Regions from separate parts of the Sus scrofa genome. Here region 2 is linked to region 1. Evidence: chromatin contacts called from public HiChIP or PLAC-seq data. All regions are on one chromosome and are shown on one strand. Each heading gives the region's core, a stretch centred on a gene start, on an enhancer-like site or on the middle of the called end of the contact. The rest is flanking DNA. Distances are from core to core; before and after follow the strand shown.

What was found. HiChIP or PLAC-seq counts read pairs in DNA pulled down with a chosen protein or histone mark.
Region 2: a contact with region 1 is called in an H3K27ac HiChIP or PLAC-seq map of alveolar macrophages. The contact joins the promoter of MLYCD here to the promoter of DNAAF1 in region 1. A contact is called at or near these places in 1 of 5 promoter capture datasets (liver) and 1 of 2 datasets of contacts at active chromatin or transcription factors (alveolar macrophages).

What each region holds. Positions count from the first base shown.
Region 1 is chr6:4,480,189-4,486,073 of Sscrofa11.1, forward strand. It overlaps DNAAF1 (dynein assembly factor 1, axonemal), which reads right to left and starts at 3,453. Exons shown (of 9, transcript XM_021093733.1): 1 at 44-3,453. The region is part of intron 1 of HSDL1 (inactive hydroxysteroid dehydrogenase-like protein 1); the gene reads left to right.
Region 2 is chr6:4,696,201-4,702,085 of Sscrofa11.1, forward strand. It overlaps MLYCD (malonyl-CoA decarboxylase, mitochondrial), which reads right to left and starts at 2,498. Exons shown (of 5, transcript XM_021093741.1): 1 at 1,882-2,498. The coding sequence starts at 2,424.

The DNA of each region.
Region 1 (5,885 bases), core at 2,203-4,702:
TCCCTTCGCTTGGACCGCCGCCCCAGCATCCGTCATTCCTGACCTGTCCACGCTGAGCGCCCCTTTCCCAACTCCTTGCAGGCGTTGCACCCCGCTGAGCACCCGCTCGTCTGGGCCCTCCCCTCCCCCAGGCCCCGGCAGACCTGGGGCCCCACCCACCCCGGGCGCAGGCCCTACTCTTCCCCAGACCTGACCCGGGTGCTCTCCACGAGGCTCTGAAAAAATCACCCCTTTGTGCTGCTTTATTCTCGTTTCCAAAGGACTTGTCTGAGTGGGGTTTGTTGTCGTTGTCTTTGTTCTGATTTAGAAGTAGTTGAGAATAAGAGGTTCTTGGCGAAAGGGCACCATCAGTTCCCCAGCGGAGGTTGGTTGTTTGGCCCTGCCCCGTGCCAGAGGGGAAGGGTTCTGGAGACCCGTGAGGCTGTCGCTGTTCCAAAGGAACGTGCAGCCCAGACACAGCCCGGCGACGGCAAGCCCGGCGGCCCTCTGGGCGGTGGCAGCGTGATGCCCGCCTGGGGGGTCTCACAGTGGGAATCGCCAGCCTGGCTTCTGGAGTTTGATAGACCTTGATCTGAATTCCCACCTCTCACTTTTTAGCTGCAGAGCCCTGTGTATGTCAGCTTAGCTTGGTTTCTGTAAGCTGGGAGTGATTTAATTCTGCCTAATAAGGTGGATGAGACAAGTGAGATGAGAGGTGTAAAGCTTTTAGGGGAGTCTTTTGCATAAAGCCAGCTCTCATCTTAACGCTGAGCGTGACAAATAGCCATTAGCTGAAGGTGAGCGCTGAATTATGGGGGCTAATAGCTAGGGCTTATTGAGCACTTATTATGTTCTAGGCTCTGTAGTGAGCACTTGATACAGATGATGTCATTTAAGCAGGAGCTTTCATCCCCCTGTTTACAAGGGATGGAAAGGAATCTCACGTTCTTACAGGGGAGTCTGGATTCGAATCCAGGGTGTCTCTTTTCATAGTCTGTGTGCGTCACCGCTGCAAAAATACTACAGGGGCATAGAGTTAAACAAATTGGTATTTTTTAGTAGGTTTTTTTTTTTTTTGAAATAAAATTCACATAACATGAAATTCGCTACTTTAGCTTAGCCATTTAACAGTGTACTGTTCATAGCAGCATATTCACCTTGGTCCACCTGCTTCATTCTAGAACCTTCCCATCATCCTCCAAAGATATCCCACCCCATTAGCATTCACTCCCCCTCCCCCCCTCCCCCGTCCCATGGCAGCGCAGCTCTCCTTTCTATCTCTGGATTTGCTTTTTCTGGACATTTCTGTCTGGCTTCCTTGACTGAGCATACTAGCCTCAAGGTTTGTCCCTGTCGTAACATCTGTCCCTACTTCATTCTTTTTTTTTTTCTTTTTTCCTACTTCATTCTTTTTATTGCTGACTAACATTCCCTTACGTGGAGAGGCCACGTTTTGTGTATCCATCATCTGTTGTTGCATCTGGGATGTTTCCACTTCTTAGCTAGTGAGTAAGTAATGCTGCCATGAACATGGCCGTGCAAGTTTTTGCATGAGCCTCAGTTTTCACTTATCTTGGGTCTGTACCGGGGAGTGGGTGCTGTTATTATTTTAATTCCTACCGCAGCCATGGAGACCTGAAACTGAGGGCTGTCCGATCTTGGATGAGAACTCCCATGTTCTGCTCCCTCCACGCAGCCCCCCATCAGCTCAGGTTCGTGCTATCCCAAACATGTGCTAAGGAAGGTAAGGAGATTCCACGCAGTCATGAAACACCAGGAAGAACTTGGTCAGAGTGCTGATCCAGAGTTTGAGAAGCGTCCCGAGTTCTTTCTCCCTGAGAGTGAAATTTGAGCTTTGAACCCAAAGCATTATTTGCTTCTGTTTATGAGAGAAATAGCACCGTGCCAGGCGGAAGGAGGCCGAGCAGAGATGGATGTGATCGCAGCCTCACCCCGTCAGGCAGTGAGGGGAGATTCAGGACTTAAGGCTGAAAAGCAAATTTGTAGGCAAATTTTAGAACATAGTACAGGAAAACGTCTTGACGACCTGGGGCTAAGATGGGATTCCGCAACCAGAACATGACAAGCACAAACTGTGCAGGAAGAAGATTGATGAATTTGACGACAGTAAAGTTAAGACATTCAGTTTATTTAAAAGCACTGTAAAGAGACAAAACATACAGAGCACTAGCATGTAGAATATAGAAAGAATTCTTGTAACTCTGACAGAAAAGGAAGAAAAAAGGCCAAAAGCTAAAACAGATATTTCCCAGATGGGAAAAGACCAGCAGCGCATACATATCAGCAGAGTGTCATTCCCCTCGGTAGTAGTCAGGAAATGTAAACGAAAACCACTGGGAGATCCTGTTTCACAGCCAGCCTCTGGCAGGTGAACCGTTGGACCCTGCCAGCCGTTGCGAGGAGGCAGTGTGAGCGCACACTTGCTGCTGGTGGGTGTGTGAGTGGGTTCAGCCGCTTTGGCAGCTTCTCGTGGAACGTGTGGATGCCCTGTGGCCCCGCAGTTCCGCTCGTAGGCCTGTCCCTTCCAGAAACTCCTGTGCCAGGACAACACGTGCAGGAATGTTCATGGCAGCGCTGTTCGTGATTGTAAAGCCAGAACCGGCAAGAACAATGCTGGTGCCCGCGAGCAGGAGAGCGGGTAGATGGATCACACAGCGGTGGCACCTGTGGCCTGCAGCTCCAGAGTCTCGCAGACAACACCACGTGCAAAAAACCAGTCATCCAGGGATGTGCGTGGTTTTGGTTCCTTCATGGGACAGTCAAAACCAGGCAAGATGTAATACTGTTATTTCACAATCCGTGCAGGGGTGATAATAGTACAACTGTTCAAAAATGAATGCAAAAGCAAGGGAACGATGATGCCAGAATTTAGGAGTGTGGTCACCCCCAGGGTGGCGGAAGGGCTGGGATCAGAGAAGAAGCATCAGGGCGCCTGAGACTCTGCTTTTGTCTGTGAAGTCAGGTGGCTGTGTGGGTGTTTGGTTTACTGTTCTTTGAACTGTGTGTAAGACGTTTTCCAGCTCGTGTGTGTATTTCTCAGTTTGCTTACATTACAGAAAAAGTAGTCTTAGGCGTTCCCGTCGTGGCGCAGTCGTTAACGAATCCGATGAGGAACCATGAGGTTGCGGGTTCGATCCCTGGCCTTGCTCAGTGGGTTAAGGATCCGGCGTTGCCATGAGCTGTGGTGTGGGTCGCAGACATGGCTTGGATCCTGAGTTGCTGTGCCTCTGGCGCAGGCCGGTGGCTGCAGCTCCGATTGGACCCCTAGCCTGGGAACCTCCATATGTCACAGGAGTGGCTCTAGAAAAGGCAAAAAGAAAAAGAAAAGGTAGTCTCAGATGTGTCTCCTGCCCTCAGGAGGCCTGTGCTCTCTTGGGGAACCAAGAAAGAGACAAACTAAACACTCACGTGCCCCGTGGGCGAGAGCGGAGGGAGCTCAGATGGTGCAGGGTGGGCCCGGGAAAGGACGAGAGACTCGGGCTTCATTCTTGCCCAGGGCCTGGCCGTGGCCGGAACCTTATCAGTGAGTGCCGGGCCTGAGCTGGGGAGATGGGCCTTGGGCTGGCCTTACAAGGACAGCTCCGGTTTGAGTGCTGAGAGCAAGGCAGGTCCAGGCTATGTGTGAAAGAAGCAAGACTTCTCTGGGGGAAAAAAAAATGTTAATGAACATAAAACCCCTGACCCTGGAGCCTTAGTGAAAGGTTGGACTCTGCCAGCTGTCGTCGAGGAGGCCGAAGACCCCCTCAGCGAGTCCAAGATCTTAGGAATCTCTCAGGGTATTTCTGCTTCCCCATGACACTTGAAGGTTTTGGTTTGAGGGATGTTGCTAGATTTGCAACTTGTCTCTTTTTTGTCCTAAAAACTGGACCGATCATCATTTGTCCCTCTGCCCATCGGAACTTCCTGTGGCTGTTAGCACAAATCACCACAAACCTGGTAGTTTAAAACAAGATCTGGTTATTCTCTTGCAGTTCTGGAGGTTAGGGGTCTCAGGTCAGTCTCTCTGGGCTAAAGTCAAGGTGTCAGCAAAGAGATTCTGGGGAGAATCAGTTTCTTGACCTTTGCCAGATTCTGGAGGTGCCTGCATTCCTTGACCTGTGGCCCCTCTCAGCATCTGCCAGTCCAGCAGCCTCTGACCTCTGTGCTCTGACCTCCGCACTCTCTCCGCCTCTGCTTCTTGGGCACATTTTCTTCTCTGACTCTGACCCTTCTGCCACCTTCTAATAAGGACACGTGTGATCACATTGGACCCACCTGGATAATCCGGGCTAATCTCCCATCGCAGGATCCTAACCTGCAGAGACCCCTTGCTGCCTAAGGCGACATGTTTCCGAGGTGTGAAGAGCAGGACGTGGTCCCAGCAGAGGGGCCAGCGTTTACGACGCCGCTCCCTTTTGTTCGGTGGTGCTTTAAATGCCTTTTCCGCCTGAGACTCGCTTTGTTTTCTCTGACAACATTGTGGCCAGTCCGCCTTTTGTGTTCGTGGACCATCCCCCACCAGGTGGCATTTGGAGAGCCTGGTGACGCCTGTGTTTCAGCCAAGCCGCTGCTCCCGGAGCTCTGGTGGCTCAGGGTTTTCATCTCAGATCTGACTGCCTTTTTCCCTGTGGGGTTGACTCAGCGAAACCGTAGGTCAGGATAATGTTACAGGCGCAGCAGATGCGCTTTGAAGAGATGACTTTGCTCCTTGGACTTTTGACCATAATTTTCAGATGATGCTTTTATAGTTGTAATGTCCCTTCAAAGGGTTATTTTTTTTAAAGACCTTTTTTCAGCAGCTTTAGGTTTATGATACAATTGACAGGAAGGTAGAGAGATTTCCATCTATAGCACCTGCTCCCTCCCACACACGCAGCGCCTCCCCCGTCAGCATCACTCACAAGGGGGGTACCTGTTTCACCGAGGATGAACCTGCACGACTCACAGTGACCCGAAGTCTTTGCCGGGGAGACCTTCGGGTGTCTGAGGAGTTAGCACTGGCGAGGGGTGCCCTGTAGAAGCAGAAGTGCCTCACAGACAGTAAGGCATTGCGCTGCTTTTCCTGTTCGGGGGACAGTTCTGTTTTCCTGTGTTGTTCACTGATGTTTTAGTTTCCTGTGGAGGCCAGGAAACAAAGCTTTAGAGGAACTTGAACAGGCAGCTTGTACAGAGACCAGGAGTGGGTTCCTCTGAGCTTTAGACTAGTACCCAGCCACGCAGCAGTGAGCTGGTCCAGCCCCAGAGCAAGCCACATGCAGCCTGGCATCTCTGTAAAGCTCGAGAGCCTTCTCGACCTAAATGGGCAGTAAACTCCTTTCAAACTGTGCTTCCTTGAGCTTTCCTAGAGTTGGATGGTGCGGGGGGCGAGGGGGGCGTCCTGATTTCTCCTTTCCTTAGAAAGGCATTATGTTCCACCTTGTCCTTACACGGGTGGGGAAGGGGGTGACAAGGAGGGCAGGGACGTGTGATTTCCGATTATTGGCCCCTTCTGGCCCATCGAGGTGCGAGCCAGGGGGCGAAGGTGTCTGGGGTGTGTGAGGAGCAGCTGGGACTGGGTCACAGAGCCTCGCACTCTCAGTCCACCTTTGCCTCGTCCCCATCTGGAGGGCCGGGGGCCCAGGCTCCTCACTTCCCGCCGTGCTGTCACCATACCTCCACCACTGCCACCTGCTGTCTTCTGTACCAGACCCACTTGGCTCCCGCCTTTGGCGTAAGGGACTCGCCCAGAGACTAAGTCCAGCACTTCTGCTCGGTGCAAAGCACCTCACGACCTGGGCTCCCCTCCCAGCCCTGTGTCCACCCCGGGGTGCACGCCCCCATGCCGTGAGCACAGTGGTGTCACCAGTGCCTGGCAGGTGGCCTTAGGCAGTGCCAGGCTCTGCCTCCCCTCTGCTCCCTGGTGCCCT
Region 2 (5,885 bases), core at 1,248-3,747, 220 kb after region 1:
TGCATGCCAGGCCGTAGGTCTTGCTGAGAATGAAACGAGCGGGTGCATGAAAGGCATTGACACCTATTGTACCTGCTCCTAGCTCTTCCCACACTTGCAGGGAAGCTTCTGGACCAAGCGACCTTGGAGCCCGGAGCATGCCTGGTACAAAAGGAACACCCAATTGCTGCGGATTGACTGGATGGATAGACGGATGGAGGAAGAGTTTCATTTTGGGACAGGTGACAAGCACCCTACCTAATCTTCGAGCCTCCTCTGCAATAAGCATCCAGTCTCAAAAGGGTTTCAGGAGCACTGGTCTCTGGCTCAAGAAAACCAAAAAAGTCTACTTGGATGGCTAAATGTAGGCCTCTCTTGAGAGGCACCAGGTGGCTGTGCATGCAGTGTACAGAAGCTAAGGTCTCAGCCAGGAGGATTCAGCGGGGAATGTGGTCAATTCGACACACACAGACTCCAGCCCTGATCTGGTGCCACTGCAATAAACAGCCGAGGTTCTCATCCAGTGAACCTCACAGCTCAAGGCTCTCTGGCCCTAGGTAACACTGAAGCATTGCAGATTAGCCAGCTATTATGAGGAGAATCAAATCAGAGCCACTATTATCATCCTGAGATCAATCAGTCCTCTTCTAATCACACCCAATTTTTATGCATCTAAGGCTACAGAGCCAAGACAGATGACAAAGTTTCTCATGAACGCAGCTCACAGGGCAGGATGAGGATATAAAGTGTACCCCAAAGAACCAGAAATTTGCATTCAGACGGATGATCAAAGACATAACTTCTTTGCCCTGAGTTCTGGGCAAAGTCATGAGAGTTCACAGGACCCGGTTCCTTTACTGGAAAAGACAACACGCTCATCACGGACCCAAGAGTGCAGCGGTGAACATGAAAACGCTCTGCCAGTGTTAAGAGTGCTTAAAAGAATTAGGACGTAATCGTTCAAATGCTTGATTTTTTTAAACAGCCAATTGCACCTAACAAGAGGTCTGCATGTCAGAACATCCCCAACCCTTCATGTAAGTTCTGGTTCACTAAACGAGCCGGTGAGTGGTCCCATCGTATTTCATATCAATAGCACAAAAGGACTATCTTCAACTACCAGCCACCTTTCAAGCCATCATTATTGAAATCTTTAAGTATTTATTCACATCTAACAAGACCTCACTGTGCGAAGAGCCTGATTATCTCCAGAAGACAAGTTCGAGTCCCATTTCTGGGCTGAACTCAGGAAGGTAAAACACCCTGCCCAAAGTGACTGGCAGAGACAAGACAGAAGGCCATCGGACTCCTAGACCTCAACTTCTAGGCACTTCTGTGCATTTCACAGGACTGCTCAGGACAAGGGCTTACACATAGTGGGTGCTGCAATGAACTTTTGCTAACCACATCCAGGTTGTTTTTGTTTGTTTTGCACCATGTGTGCAGATGAGAAGTTCTCAGGCAGAGGATGGAACCACAGCAGTGACAATGCGGGATCCTTAACCCATTCAGCCACAAGGAAACTCCCTATCCAGGCTTTCAGAAAAGCTGCCTGACACATCAAGGGTACCAAAGAGGTGAAACCTCTCAGGTAAAGTAGAAAAGAGACTATGGAGCACGCTCACCAGCCAAGAGGCGTGACAGTCACCTTAAGAGTAAGCGAGTTTCTATAGACTGAAGGGAGGCCAGACTAGCAGAAGGCAAGGATTCAGAAAGCCTGGGAAGACAGGGGTCAGGGTTCAGAGACTGCGACTTAGGGCTAGGTGTGCAAGGCTCCAGGCATGGGAAGATGGAGTGTTTGAGGCTCGAGGGGCAGCTTTGAACCACACCCGGAGGTGGGGGTGGGGTGGGGACGGACCACCGAGATGGGCGGTCCCAGGGGCGGTCCGGGCGGGGCCTTACCCGGACATGAGGCCCCTCCACCAGCTTGAGAGCCTGCGCCTCGAGCAGGTCGGCCCGCAGCTGCACCAGGAAGCGCACGCCGCCGTCCAGCTTGCTGATGTGATGGAAGAGGCTGCGGTAGCGCGGCACCAGCGCGTAGCGCAGCCGGTCCTCGGCCTGCAGCAGCACGGCAGCCTCCCGCGGCTGCTGGCGAAGCTGGAGTACGCCGGCGCTCTGCTCGGCCACCTGGCTGTGGTCCACGCCGAAGCCCCGCGCCAGGCGGCTCAACAGCTCGGCGCGCTCGGATGCCTCGGCCAGGCTGCCGTAGAAGCTCATAAAGTCCGCGCACTGGTTTTCAGCCGGCGCCGGCGTCTTCTCGCGCAGCTCGTAGGCTGGCATCGCTGGCACAGAGCGGTGCAGCAGCTCGTCCATGGCCCGCTTCAGGGCGCCGGCTGCCGCTGCCCGCCCGTTCGACAGCCTGGGTCCGGGTGGCCGCGGCGGCCTTGGGGGTAGCCACAACCCGAGGAGGCGCCCAGCTGACAGGCCGGTCCCGAGGACTCGCATGGCACGGGGCGACAGCTGCTAGGGATACACCACCACTTTTTTGGGGCTTCCGGCTTCCGGCACGCGCCCGTCCCATTGGCCGAGCCCGGGGGACGGGCGGGGCGGCGGCCAATCGGAGGGCCGAGCGGCGGGGATGAGGCGGAGCGCGGTGCTCCGGGCCAAGTGTGGCCAAAGGTAAGCCTGGAGGGGACCAATCCGAGGGCGGAGCGGCGGCGGCGTTGGCCCCTCGCCCTGTCACTTGGCCATAGGAAGTCACCGCCTCATTCCCTCTCCTCTAGGGCCAAGCTCTCCAACCCCAGGGAACAGCACAGCCGCCTAGGGAACGTATTAACGGACACAGATTGCTGGCCCCACTGCGGAGATTCTGATCCAGTTTGCCTGGGGGGAAGCCGAGAAATCTGCCTAGCAAGTATTCATGGTGTATTTCCCTGGCGAGGGAGGCTTTGTCTTGACCCCTGCCTAATGAAGGGCGGGTTCTCACTTCTACAGAAAGCGGTGTACAGGGCTCTCCTAAGCCTCTTGTTCCCCAACCTGCCCCTCCTCCCTTGGTCCTCATTCATTCATTCGACAGAGTATTTATTAACCACCTGGTATGTGCCACGTCCCACACTGGGCACGGGGATAAAAATGAACCAGACAGACCCGAAGCTGCTCCACGGAGTTACAGTTTTACAATGGAGACAGAGGATACATAACTACAAATGGTGACAAATGCTCTAAGGGAAAAACAGGGTGCCGTGAGGTAGCCGGGCTGGCATGGACTTCCTACTGTGGACAGGGGCATTAGGGAAGGCCTCTCTGAGAACGTGACCGTAAACTGAGACCACAGGCTAGTTACGTGTAGAGAAGCAGGGGAGATGGGGAGAAGCTGTCCTATCCATTCTTCCAAGTTCATGATGAGCGTTGTTCGTGTGTGTGTGTGTGTGTGTGTGTGTTGTGGGTTTTTTTTGGGGGGTGGGGTGGTTTTTTTTGTTTGTTTTTTTCCCACAGCCTTCGGCAGCTTGATGTGGGATCTCAGCTCCCAGAACTAAGACTGAACCCAGGCCACAGTGGTAGCAGTGGCAAATCCTAACCACCAGACCATCAGGGAAGTCCCCAAAGAACCATTTTTGTAACCTCTGCCTGCTCTTTGTCCCGCCATCTAAGTTTTATTGATCCTACTTTAAAAAGACTCCTGTGTTCCTGCTGTGGCACAACGTGCTATTAGCAGTGTCTTGAGAGGGCTGGGATGCAGGTTCGATCCCCAGCCCGGCACAATGGGTTAAGGAACCAGTGTTGCTGCAGCTTCAGCTTAGGTCTTGACTGCAGCTTGGATCTGATCCCTGGCCCAGGAATTCCAGAGGCTGCGGGGCAGTCAAAAACAAACAAACAAACAAAGAAAAAACAAAAACAAACAAAAAAAAACCCACCCCAAAACACTGCATTAATTTTCTCTCTGGCCCACTGATTCTGTAGCCTGTGTCACTTCTCACCAGGACCACAGAGGTATCCTCTCTGCTTCTAGGTCTGACTGCTCCGGTCCATTCTCTGCCTCAGCCACTGGGTGATCTTTCTAAACGATCCGTCTTCTGTGTTCCTCACTTATTCAACAAGCAAATGCTTTAGCATAACTGGCAGAAGCTGGCACCTACGGCCCCTGCTCCCCTCACCAGTCCTGTCTTCTCTCTCTCCCTACCTCATATTGGAATAGGGAAGAACAGCATGACTCCATAATAGAGCTCTTCCTGTTACTTTCACCTTTGTGCTCTGTTGGCTGTGCTTAGTCATGCTCCGCATCTTTCATAAAAGAATATTGCCCATCGCTTGAAAGATACAGAAGAGCCAAACCACGACCTGATCACATGACCTGACCTACATGGACAGCTACCAGAACAAAGGAGGAACACAAAGAACACCTTACCTCACCTTGCCTGTAAAAGGCTTTGCTGAAAGCCTTCAGAAAGCTTGGGCTTTTCAAGGCATGAGCCACCTGTCTCCTTGCATGGCCCTGCAATAACCTTTCTCTGCTCCAAGCTCCAGTGCTTAGGTATTGTTTGGACTCAAAGTGTATCAGGCACATAGACTTGCGTTTGATAACAATATTACTTCCTCTGTGTCCTGGAGGCGCCCAGAGTAAGGAATACGCTTGGTTTTGTTTTTATTTTTTTTTGCTGCTGCAGCCTGTGGAAGTTCCAGAGCGGGAATTGAACCCATGCCGCAGCAGTGACCTGAGCCACAGCAGTGACAATGTTCAGTCTTTCACCTGCTGAGCCACCATGGAGCTCCCAGGGATCCGTTTTTATTTATTTAGTTTTTTGTTGTTGTTGTTGTCTGGTCTTTTCTAGGGCCGCACCTGTGGCATAGGGAGGTTCCCAGGCTCGGGGCCTAATCAGAGCTGTAGCTGCTGGCCTATGCCACAGCCCCAGCAATGCCAGATTCGAGCCACATCTGTGACCTACACCACAGCTCACGGCAACACCGGATCCTTAACCCACTGACTGAGGCCGGGGATCAAACCCGCAACCTCATGGTTTCGAGTCGGATTCATTAACCACTGAACCACGATGGGAACTCCCATTTTTAAACTCTGGGAAGACACACACAGGAAGGGTAGGGGGAGGTTGTCTTTGGTGGCACTATTGTTGGCAGTGGCTGGCATCACCCTCTGTCTACAGCCTCTACACACACCCCCGCTTCAGATAGGCCCACCTTCTGGGAGTGAGCTTTCTGCCATGGTTAGGGAGAGGCTAGAGGGAATTTGTAGGGCTTGATACCAAATGCAGGGGAGTCAAGAGGAAAACCCAGCCAGGATGTCTCTGTGCTTTCAGAGAAAAAGCATCGATCTAGGACAAAGGATGAGGGCAGCATCAAAGAGTCTGTTGAGAAGAGATGGTGGGCAGCGTGGCGGGGCAAGGAGGCTCTGGGGCAGGGCTTTCTTGTTTGGGAACCCACAGGGCACCCAGGGACCGGTGGGGAGGGGACCCTTCCCTTCCTTAGTCACACAGCCGTCAGTAACTGATGCCCCCCGTGCCTGTGAGGGGAGACACGTGGACAGGCGCTGGCTGAGCCCGTCACTGTCCTCTGTACACTAAGAGTACCACCACTTCTCTTAGCACTGACTAAATGCCATCCCTGTTCTTAGCACTTCAGTGTGTTATCTTAGTGAGGCCTCCCCATGACCCTCTGGGGCCAGAACTATTACTCCCATTTGATGGAGGTGGAAACAGAGGCACAGAGAGATACAGGGACCTGCCCAAGGGCTCACAGGAGCACATGCAGCAGTGGTCCCTGAGTCTCTTCCCGAGTGGCATGTGGAAGGACCATCTGGACCAGGCTGGTCTTGAGCTAGGGGGTGCAGGTGCCTCTGGGCTGAGAACAGCTGGGACTTGTTAGGCCGAAGAAACTCGGCCTGGCTTCTCTTTGACACATCCGGGAGAAAGTTCATGGCAGGAGCTGAGCTCTGCTGGAAGAAAAAGACGACC